3 separate regions of the Sus scrofa genome follow, and regions 1 and 3 are each linked to region 2. Evidence: chromatin contacts called from public HiChIP or PLAC-seq data. All regions are on one chromosome and are shown on one strand. The core of a region is the stretch at or near the end of the contact, and the rest is flanking DNA. Distances in the headings are between cores, read along the strand shown. Region 1 holds the start of IER3 (radiation-inducible immediate-early gene IEX-1). Region 2 holds the start of PRR3 (proline-rich protein 3). Region 3 holds the start of TUBB (tubulin beta class I).

Region 1 (3,165 bases), core at 430-2,929, 150 kb before region 2:
AACTCAAAGGTATATTTTATGTATATCTCTTGAGGAATATACACAGGACCCTGTGTTTTCTCTGCACTGTTGTTTCTTGACTGCTCCTCCTCTGCTTCTGCATTCCCTGCCTTCCCTAATTAGTAATTCTCTGAATCTGCCCTTTGGAACCCAGGGAAGGTCTAGGAGGCTGAAGCCTTTTCCCTACAAACAGGAAACAGGGGACATGGGAAGGCTTTTGTACCCAGGAGAGCCCCACAGGGTCCTGCTCAGTTTTACCACTATTCCTTTACTGGAAACTCACCATGAGATTGTTTTTCTTATGATTCCCCAAACACATCCTGTACTTTTCCGCTCAAGGCCTTTGCTGATTCCATTCTCTTTCTCAGTCATCTTCCACATCTGACTCTGTGGTATCCCCCCCACTGTTCAAGGTCCTTTCAAATGCCATTATTCCCTGAAGCCTCGCCTGATTGATTAGACAGACATGAACAGTAGTTCTCCTGGCATCTGGCATGCCCGGCTCCCCAGCACACATGAGGAAACTCCCCTTGGTACTCAACAGTACCATTTAACAGGAAGCCTGGCTCCATGAATGCTCAAAAGATGTTATATTCTGTGTCCGTGAACAGCTATTTCTAAGGCAGTTAAAGAAAATGTGTCAGTTCTCGAGTTATTGTCATTACCACATTTGCAAAATGTCTCGCAGTTTAAATGTTCCTCACATAAACTTAAATCCGGGTGGCTACTAACTTCTTGCCTTTGTATTTTGTGTCCTCTGCTCCAGCCATGTATGAACATTTGTGCACATTGCTGGGTTGCCCCTGTGTGGTGTCTGCACCTTTGTTCTGTGTATGCGTGTGTGTGTTGTGTGTATATTGAAGGGTAGCAGAATATGTCACCCCAAAATGTGCCTCTTTGGAGCATGCGGATTATTTTGAGCAGAAGGCAATCAAGATCAACAGACTCTGGAAAAGCTTTTTACCTCTCCCTTAACTGCCTAAATAACTTAAGTAGGGGGCCTGACCCAGGGAGAGATAGCTTTCATCTGCAAGATTTACCTGCTTGGCAGGGCAAACATCTAATTAGCAAACATCCTCCTGTGAATTACCTACCTCCCCTTCAAGCCCCAGGTCCCTATCTCATTCCTTAGCTCTGGATGGTTTATAAACCTCAACTGAATGACTGCCTTTGAATCTCAAGTCTTCATGGGCTCCTGTAAGCATGCAATTAAATTTGTTTTCTCTTGTTAATCTATCCTATGTCAATTTAATTATTAGACCAGCCAAAGGAGAAATTTTTCTGCCTCTGCAGTGTGGTGTGTGTGTGCCAGTGTATTGGTTTCCCTTAGGCTTTTTGGCTATTTCTGTAGTGACTTGCCTCTTAATCCCCACAGACGTGTGAATGTGCATGTGTAACTGTGGTTCTTTTGTTGGGTCAATATTGTAGCAGAATGGCCAGACTTCCTTATTTAAGCCTTCCTGCCTCCCCAGAGATGGGGCTTGTGGCTGAACCATCTCAAACAGTCTGTGGGCACCTCTCCAGCTGCTACATGTCCCCACATGTGTCCACAGCCCGGGATTTCACCCGCCTCCACTCACAACTCACAACACACACTTGAGGCCTTCCTTGACCCTGGCCAACTCTCCACCCCCTCCCTTTGCTTAACCGTCGGAATTTCCAGCCGCCCGGCCAACCGCTCTCAGCCGCGGGTGGAGTTGAGTAAGGGCCCGCCCATGCTCGAGTACATAACTGGCGCGGCGGGGCTGTGGGGCCAGTCGTCCTTCTGTTCAGCTCGGCGCACAATGTGTCACTCTCGCAGCTCTCTCCCTACCATGACCATCCTGCGGGCCCCGACCCCGGCCCCCTCCACCAGCCCGGTGCCCCGGCGAGGCTCTGGTCCCGAGATATTCACCTTCGATCCTCTCCCGGAGCCCGCGGTGGCCCCCGCCGCGCGCCCCAGCGCCTCCCGCGGGCTCCGAAAGCGCAGCCGTCGGGTCCTCTACCCACGAGTGGTGAGTGTCGGCGAAGCGGACAGCCCGGGGGAAGAGCAGGGTAAACCACTGGATGCCGGGGCCCTGACCTAACCCCCTTTTGTCATCTCCCCTCAGGTCCGGCGCCAGCTGCCAGTCGAGGATCCGAACCCTGCCAAAAAGCTACTCTTTCTCCTGCTTACCATCGTCTTCTGTCAGATCCTGATGGCTGAAGAGGGTGTGTCGGCACCCCTGGCCCCTGAAGACACCCCCAGCGCCCCATCCCCCGCGCCCACCGCTGCGCCCCCAGTTCTTGAGCCCTTAATCTGACCTCGGAGCCCTCGGACTACGCTTTGGACCTCAGCACTTTTCTCCAGCAACACCCAGCCGCTTTCTAACCCTGACTGCCCACACCCCCAAAAGAATCTGAAAACACAAGGAAACACCGGGTGTACCTGGTGCGCAAGAGCGTATCCCAAACTGGGACTCCTGAGGCAACTCACACTCAGAACACTACAGCGGAGACGCCCGCCCTGGGAGCCTGGGAGAGACAGGCACCGACACGCTGGGGCTGGGCCGGATGGGGAGGAAGACTGTTGTTAATTTATTTCTCATTGCTCCTAATAATATTTATATGTATTTATGTATGTCCCCCTAGGTGATGGAGGGGGGCACCTAATATTTATTTTAACTTATGCTGCGGAGCGAGATGTGCTCCCTGCTGCAAGTGCAGATCTCTGGGTATTTATTGAGTTCTGTGGGATTGGTGGAGGCAAGCACCAGAACTGAGGGAGGGTGGGAGAGGGATGGAGAAAACTCGGGTCCGGGCTGGGAATCGAAGACGGTGGTGGGTCCTAGGTTTAGCGGGTGACACTTTAGGTCCTCCAGCATCTGAACTCTCGGCTCTACTATGTGAGGCTTCGGGGGACCGTGGAAATATTGTCCTTGGCCTTCGATCTCCTTGAAGTTGCCCCCAAGGGGTGGCTGCGGGGGTGAGTGGGCTGTCAGAGGGCGGCTGTGGGGTCGCCCAGTATGTTCTGTGAACACAAATAAACTTGATTTACTGTCAACAGTCATGTGAGTGTCTCTGCAAGCGGTGATGCCCACTCCTCATAGACTTCAGGCTCCAGGGCCGGGCGGGAGGAGCCACGACCACATCCCCAGAGGGCTCTCCTCCCGGGGGCCCTGGGCTCCCGCCCCGAGACTCGAGGCT
Region 2 (2,950 bases), core at 367-2,866:
TCTTAGGCTGTTGCTATCCAAAAGATCCTAAGTGGTTCCAGAAGTAATCCAATTTCTCGCTTTAACTGTTGACCAATCAGATAGCTCTCCCCACCTCCATCCCATTCCCGAGTAGTTTAAAGAAGGCTGCTCTTCCACCTTCCCTGTGAAAGTCTGGTCACAAACTGTCATCCCAGTCATGCAATCTGCAACCTCTCTAGGGCCCCCACTCCCCTGTCGTGCTGCGGCTGCGCACACGAACTCTTCGTCTTCTCCCTTGACTTCTTTAGAAAGGTTTAGGGGCCGGTTTGAAGTTAAGGGTTCAAGTAAGAGATCTCACATAGTGCTCTATTCCGGACAGGCCTCCCCCAGCCCCCGCCCCAGCGCGTGCGCCCTTCCTCCTTCCGTTAGAGCCCCCTCCCCAGCACATTTTCGGCGGCTAGCCCCTCGCCTGGCCCAGCTGACAGGCATGTGCACACCCCTCTCGGACTCCTCACCGATGGGACTCCCATCCTCCTCATCTCCAGTCTCTTCCCGCTCTGTCAGTGGGGGCTGCTGATGCGGAGGCTGCTGCTGCTGAGTCTGCTTCTTTCGTTTCGGCATCGTGGTTGCGGCAATGGCTGCAGCGGGATTTGGAGAGCAGTGAGGAAGGGGCACGCTGGAATTCTGTTTCCGCTTCCGGGGGGGCAGTGGACAGTGAAGGCTGGGGCTCCCGCCATTTCACTTCCGGAAGGCTCTGGGGACCCTTTGTGCGGCTCGTCTCACATCAGCAGGCTCCCTCGGCCTTAGCCAGGCGTGGCAGCAATCCCAAACCATTCCTTTATCGCATTTCTATGAACGCTTGAAAAAGTCGCTCGCTTCCCCCCGGCTGGGAAAAAAACACAACCGGCTCCTCACAGTGTGTCATAGAGTCGGCGGGCTCTCGGGGCAGAAAGCCTGACAGAGGGGCTGTCGCACCCTAAGATCGCCACATCCGGTCCCCGGTTTCTATGGTAACAGCTGCAGGCACAACTTCGTGCCCTGTGACCTCCCTCCAAACATCCTTGTCCCACCTGGATTTCCCTCCTCGGCCGCACTTGCACTTATGATCTGTAAATCTGCTCCTTATCACCGTTCCCACAAGGAATCTGGGTGCCAGCAGGGCAGTGCCTAGGGCTCTCCAAACCGCCATCCGCCCCTCAAGACCTCTGACCCTGTCCTAGTGTAGCCCAGTCATTTGGCTTCCTTCCCGGGACGCGTGGTCGCGGCTTTCCTCCAAGATCCAGCCGGAGGGTTGGTAAAGTAGATTCTGCGCGTCCCTTTCTCCCCCGGGTGGTAAGACCCGCCCTCCGCTCCACTGCCCCCACCAGGTGAGTGGTAGCTTCTCCCCCGCGCGCAAGGTAGTGATGACACGCGTCCCCCCTCCTCCGAGCGCTAGTTGGTAGCGTCCGTGACGAAGTTAGACCGATCCTCCCACGCGCGCCTCCTTTCTCGCGGCTGCTGAGCCCTGTCCGTGCCACTGGCTCTTACATGCTGGTAGCCCACCTCTCATCATTCTCTTGCCTCGCTCCCAGTGGAAAGTGACTGTATTTTCCCCTGGTCGTCTTCCACCCCGGCCGCGGGGGCGCATCGGCCAGGCCCGCCCGCTGACGTCACCTTCCAGCCCCGCCCCCTCCAGGGTCCCGGGCCCCTGCGACCGGGGCTGCCCCGGGGGGAGTCAGTTGAAGCGGCTGGAGCTCGGCGGAGGGCGGGCCAGGTGACTGGTCCGGGCCATGCCGAGGAAGAAGCCTTTCAGCGTGAAGCAGAAGAAGAAGCAGTTGCAGGACAAGCGGGAGCGGAAGCGAGGTCAGTGCGGGAGCCAGAAGAGGGGGCGGGGCTCGGACTCCCGCACATCTGGAGGGAGGGGTGTGCCCACCTCACCTCTGGGAGGCGTGGGAAGGGGTGGCGGCAGCGCGCCGACGCGCGTGGGCGACCGCAGAGGGGATTCCCTCACCCCAGCCCCCCTACATCTGGAAGGGGTGGGGAAGGATGGAGAGTTGGGGGAGGGGAATCCCTCCAGCTCCTACGGGGCGCCATCCCCACAGATCCCTGGAGGAGTGCCTCCCCCCACGCACATCCGGGAGGGTCCTGGGCAGAGTAGGTGGGAGGATCTGGCTTCAAAAGAATCAGGGTGGTGTGAGGAGGAGCCAGGCCAACCGTGGGGGGGGGGTCTTATGGCCCCTGAGAGCTGGCCAGCACTGGCGTCACCAGCTCCTCCCCGCAGGGCTTCAAGATGGGCTGCGATCCAGTTCCAACAGCCGCAGCGGGAGCCGGGAGCGGCGGGAGGAGCAGACTGACACCTCGGACGGGGAATCTGTGACCCATCACATCCGCAGGCTCAACCAGCAGCCTTCCCAGGGGCTGGGCCCGCGTGGCTATGACCCAAATCGGTGAGAGTGGGCGGGGGTCTCTGGCCTGGGCTTCCCCGCCTACCCGGAAGTCAGAGCGCTAGGGGAAAGCAGGCTGCTGCTGGTGGAGGCTTGAAACTGGAGATGGTGGGGCTGGGATGCGACGGTTTTCCGCGGGGCCTCTGGGTCACCAGAGCGGGCCACGATCTTCTGGACTGGAGGGGCTGGGGAGAGTTTGGCCTTCAGAAGGGCGAGACTTGGAGGAAGGCCTACTGCTGTGTGAAAAAGATTTGGGGGAGGGCCCATTCAGAGGAGTGACTTGAACTCTGGAGAGGAAGCTTTGCGAAGTTGTCTGCCCAAGAGGGTAGTTTGTGACCAAGGATTGGCGATGGATGTGGTGGTCCCTGTCCTGTTAGGTATCGGCTGCATTTTGAGCGAGACAGCCGAGAGGAGGTGGAGAGGAGAAAGAGAGCGGCCCGGGAGCAAGTGCTGCAGCCCGTGAGTGCTGAGCTGCTGGAGCTGGACATCCAGGAAGTCTATCAGCCTGGGTCTGGTGAGTGAGCTCAGCGCTGGGAGCTTAGGTCAGGCAGTGGGCTGGGGAAAGG
Region 3 (3,043 bases), core at 348-2,847, 140 kb before region 2:
CTTACAATCTCCGCCCCCCCCATTTACATTCCCGACACTCCCGTAGTGGGCTCTCCCCTAGGGTCCAGCATTCCTTCCGCCTGCCACACCCTTCCCCGAGACAGTGGCACCCCCGGGAAGGGTGCAGCTTTCACTGATTGTGAGATGTGTGGCTGGAAGGGCCCGGCGATCGCGGGCGCCAGGGTTAGTAGATGGAGGCAATCAACCAGCTCCGGAAAGCGCAACCTCTCCCCGCCCCTCACACTGGGCACAAAGAGCCCGGGGCGGGAGCCAATGCAGAAGGCGACCACCCCCGCCCTGCACGTGACGGCAGCGCACGCGCAGGTTAAGCCGCCGACAAAGGGAGGCGCAGCGCTTGGGCGGGGGCGAACCGCAAATCCTGAGCGCTAGGGGCGGGGCTTGGGCGGGACTAGTGCGCCCCCCGCCGGCCAGCCAGGCTGTATTGTCCCCGCGCGCTAGGGGCGCCCGGGTCCCGCCCTTCTGCTACAACGTTGCAGCCGCACTTCCTCCCCGCCCCTCCCCCGCTACACTGTAACCGCGCGCAAAGAGGAAAAAACCCCTCCCCCTCTTGGCCTCGGAATTTTATTTCTACCCTTTTTTTCTCCTTTGCTTTGAGGATTTTCTTTTGTCCTACTCTTTAGTTCTAAGGGACCCTTTAAAGAAAGGACACCGTCTTTCCCATTTTTCTGTTCACGCCCTAAAAGGGTCTCCGTTAGGGTAAATGAAAGGAACTAAAGTTAATCCAGCACGTATTAGCCTTCCAGCACGAAAAATTGAGCGATCACCCCTTGGGGATTGCAGGCGCGCGGAGACCCCTGAGCTTTTGCAAAGGATATCGAGTACTGCAGCCCACTCTGGTGCATCGCGTTCCCCCACCTCTGGATCCGACCTATCTGCGGCTGCCCGCCAGCCTCGCCCCTTCCCCCTTCAGCTTAGCCCTACAAAGCCCCGCCAAGGGGAATGCACATGGGGAAAACCTCGCCTCGCTTTGTCTCCGGCCGTTTCCGCATCTCCCTCGAGCTCCCCAAGTCCTCGGACCGTTAGGAGATCCCCTTTTAAGTAAAATTTTACAGAAGCTCGGTTTTCCCGCCTCCTAAACCTACAGGGTGCTTTTAACAGCTTCCCCAAAATGAACCCGCCGAGTAAAGAATTCCCCATTTTTCAAAAGCAGACCCTAACTACAAACGCGTATTTTATACATATAAAACTTTTGGGGGGCAAGGCTTGACTACGGATGGAGAATGCAAATGTTCCACAACCATTCTTTTTAATTTACCTGGGTTTTTTTTTCTTTCTCACTAAGAAATATAGTTTAAAGAGGTTAAACAAAAAAATCTTACCTTGGCACCGATCTGGTTGCCACACTGACCGGCCTGGATATGCACGATTTCCCTCATTGTTAAAATTTATTCTAATCTTTTTGCTCGCCTCAAGGTGTGTACGGGGCAAGAAAATGATAAGTAATTTTGTTTTTCTCTGCTCCCGGTCGCAGGCTGGAAGGATGGGACGGGCCCCGGAGGCTGGAGCAGCGAGGTCCGAACACGGCGGCAGGAAGGTTCTGAGAGGGAGAAAGGAGAGGGGAGGGCGCGGGAGGAAAGGCGGGCAGGGCGGGGCGCGCGTGCGCGGGGGCCGGGAGGCGGGAGAACTCGCCCCGCGCCACCGTGAGGAGACAAAGCCTCTTAGAGTCTGGTCCTGATTAGTTCGTGCCTGTCATGTATCAGACGTCCATTGGTCCCTGCTCAGGTGGACGAGCGCAGTCCTCCCTGGGAGTTGTAGTCCTCTATTGTTGTCCACGCTGCAATATGAAAGGACGAATGGGTGGGTACTGGGTTTGGGGGTTTGGTTTGGTTTGGTTTTTGTGAAAAGTAACCTTGCGCAAGGGTTTTTTCCCGCTATGCCTGACTTTTTTGGAACAAAAAGAGAGTAGTTTTCGGGGATACAGGAATTGGGAACCCTGGGGTGCCAGACATTGGGAGGTGGAGGGGCACGCCCTGAAAGCTCCACGCTGCAGTAGCTCTTGGGAACACTGGACTGCTTAGCTCAGCGAAAACTGGGGAGAAATGCGGCACCCTGCACTACTATCTAACAGCTGGTCCTTCGGTGACCTAAAGCATGAACTCCACTAAGCCGCTCCTTCTCCAGATACTTCAGGAAGAAGGAAGGGATTGTCCTCTTGCTATTTCCTTGGGAGTTTTTTAATGATGATATTGAAAGAGAAACAAAATTGTATCAAGGGCCTTGCGGGATAGAGGAGTAATTGTGTAGAGGATGTGTTCAAGAATAAGTTGGTTTAGAGAAACGGATATGCCAGAACTCTCCGTCCATGGTGGGGGGTGAGAGAGATCTGGGCCTTCGAGCAGCGTTTAACCCTTTGCCTTCTTGTGAAGCCGAAAACTGTGGGGTGAGATCCTTGATAGAATTTCATTGTCTTCCAGCCTACCTCCCTAGACACTTCGAAGTCGCTGTTTTTTTCACTTCATTGATTTCACTGACTGGGAGGCTGACCATTTGAAACCTTCCAGGATCTTCAGAATTGAAATAAAAGGAGCGGGGGGGCGGGGGTCATGGGGAAAAAAACTGGATGTGCTCAAGTCTGAGTGGTATTCTTCTCAGTGGTATTCTTCAATTCTTCACTTGATAGATACTAAGTGTCCACCAAATCAGGAACTAGGGATACAAAAATGATTAAAAATTAGCTCCTTGTCTTCCAGGATCTTGCAATTTGGTGAAAAGTGTATGAACAATAGAGTGCAGTAAGCACTGTAATAAAGGACTTGTGATATCAAGATCATCACTGTTAATTCACATTGGATTCAACACAAATTTCTCAGGCATCTTCTAAATAAAAGAACATCAAGTTGTGTAAGACCCCCTCCACTCACTTAAAATAGAATGTTTATGTTTTAGGGCAGCGAGAAAGTTAAGAATTTACAATTGGAAAACTTGTTTCAATTTGTCTCCACCTTTTAAATATTAGCTGTGGGAACCTAAACAAGTTATTTAACTTTGCACAGCTCCAGTTCTCTCTGAAAACCAAAAGCCT

Evidence for each region. HiChIP or PLAC-seq counts read pairs in DNA pulled down with a chosen protein or histone mark.
Region 1: an H3K27ac HiChIP or PLAC-seq map of alveolar macrophages shows a contact between it and region 2. The contact joins the promoter of IER3 here to the promoter of PRR3 in region 2. A contact is called at or near these places in 3 of 47 Hi-C or Micro-C datasets (liver, retroperitoneal adipose tissue and skeletal muscle) and 1 of 2 datasets of contacts at active chromatin or transcription factors (alveolar macrophages).
Region 3: an H3K27ac HiChIP or PLAC-seq map of alveolar macrophages shows a contact between it and region 2. The contact joins the promoter of TUBB here to the promoter of PRR3 in region 2. A contact is called at or near these places in 1 of 5 promoter capture datasets (liver), 5 of 47 Hi-C or Micro-C datasets (liver, mesenteric adipose tissue, retroperitoneal adipose tissue and 1 more) and 1 of 2 datasets of contacts at active chromatin or transcription factors (alveolar macrophages).

What each region holds. Positions count from the first base shown.
Region 1 is chr7:23,265,419-23,268,583 of Sscrofa11.1, reverse strand. It overlaps IER3 (radiation-inducible immediate-early gene IEX-1), which reads left to right and starts at 1,679. Exons shown (of 2, transcript XM_001927551.4): 1 at 1,679-1,994; 2 at 2,091-3,024. The coding sequence starts at 1,716. The coding sequence ends at 2,282.
Region 2 is chr7:23,111,195-23,114,144 of Sscrofa11.1, reverse strand. It overlaps PRR3 (proline-rich protein 3), which reads right to left and starts at 1,616. Exons shown (of 5, transcript XR_002345608.1): 1 at 477-1,616. GNL1 (G protein nucleolar 1 (putative)) reads left to right here and starts at 1,731. Exons shown (of 12, transcript NM_001128478.1): 1 at 1,731-1,803; 2 at 2,222-2,387; 3 at 2,762-2,898. The coding sequence starts at 1,731.
Region 3 is chr7:23,246,381-23,249,423 of Sscrofa11.1, reverse strand. It overlaps TUBB (tubulin beta class I), which reads right to left and starts at 1,597. Exons shown (of 4, transcript NM_001044612.1): 1 at 1,341-1,597. The coding sequence starts at 1,397. It also overlaps a transcript of MDC1 not described here.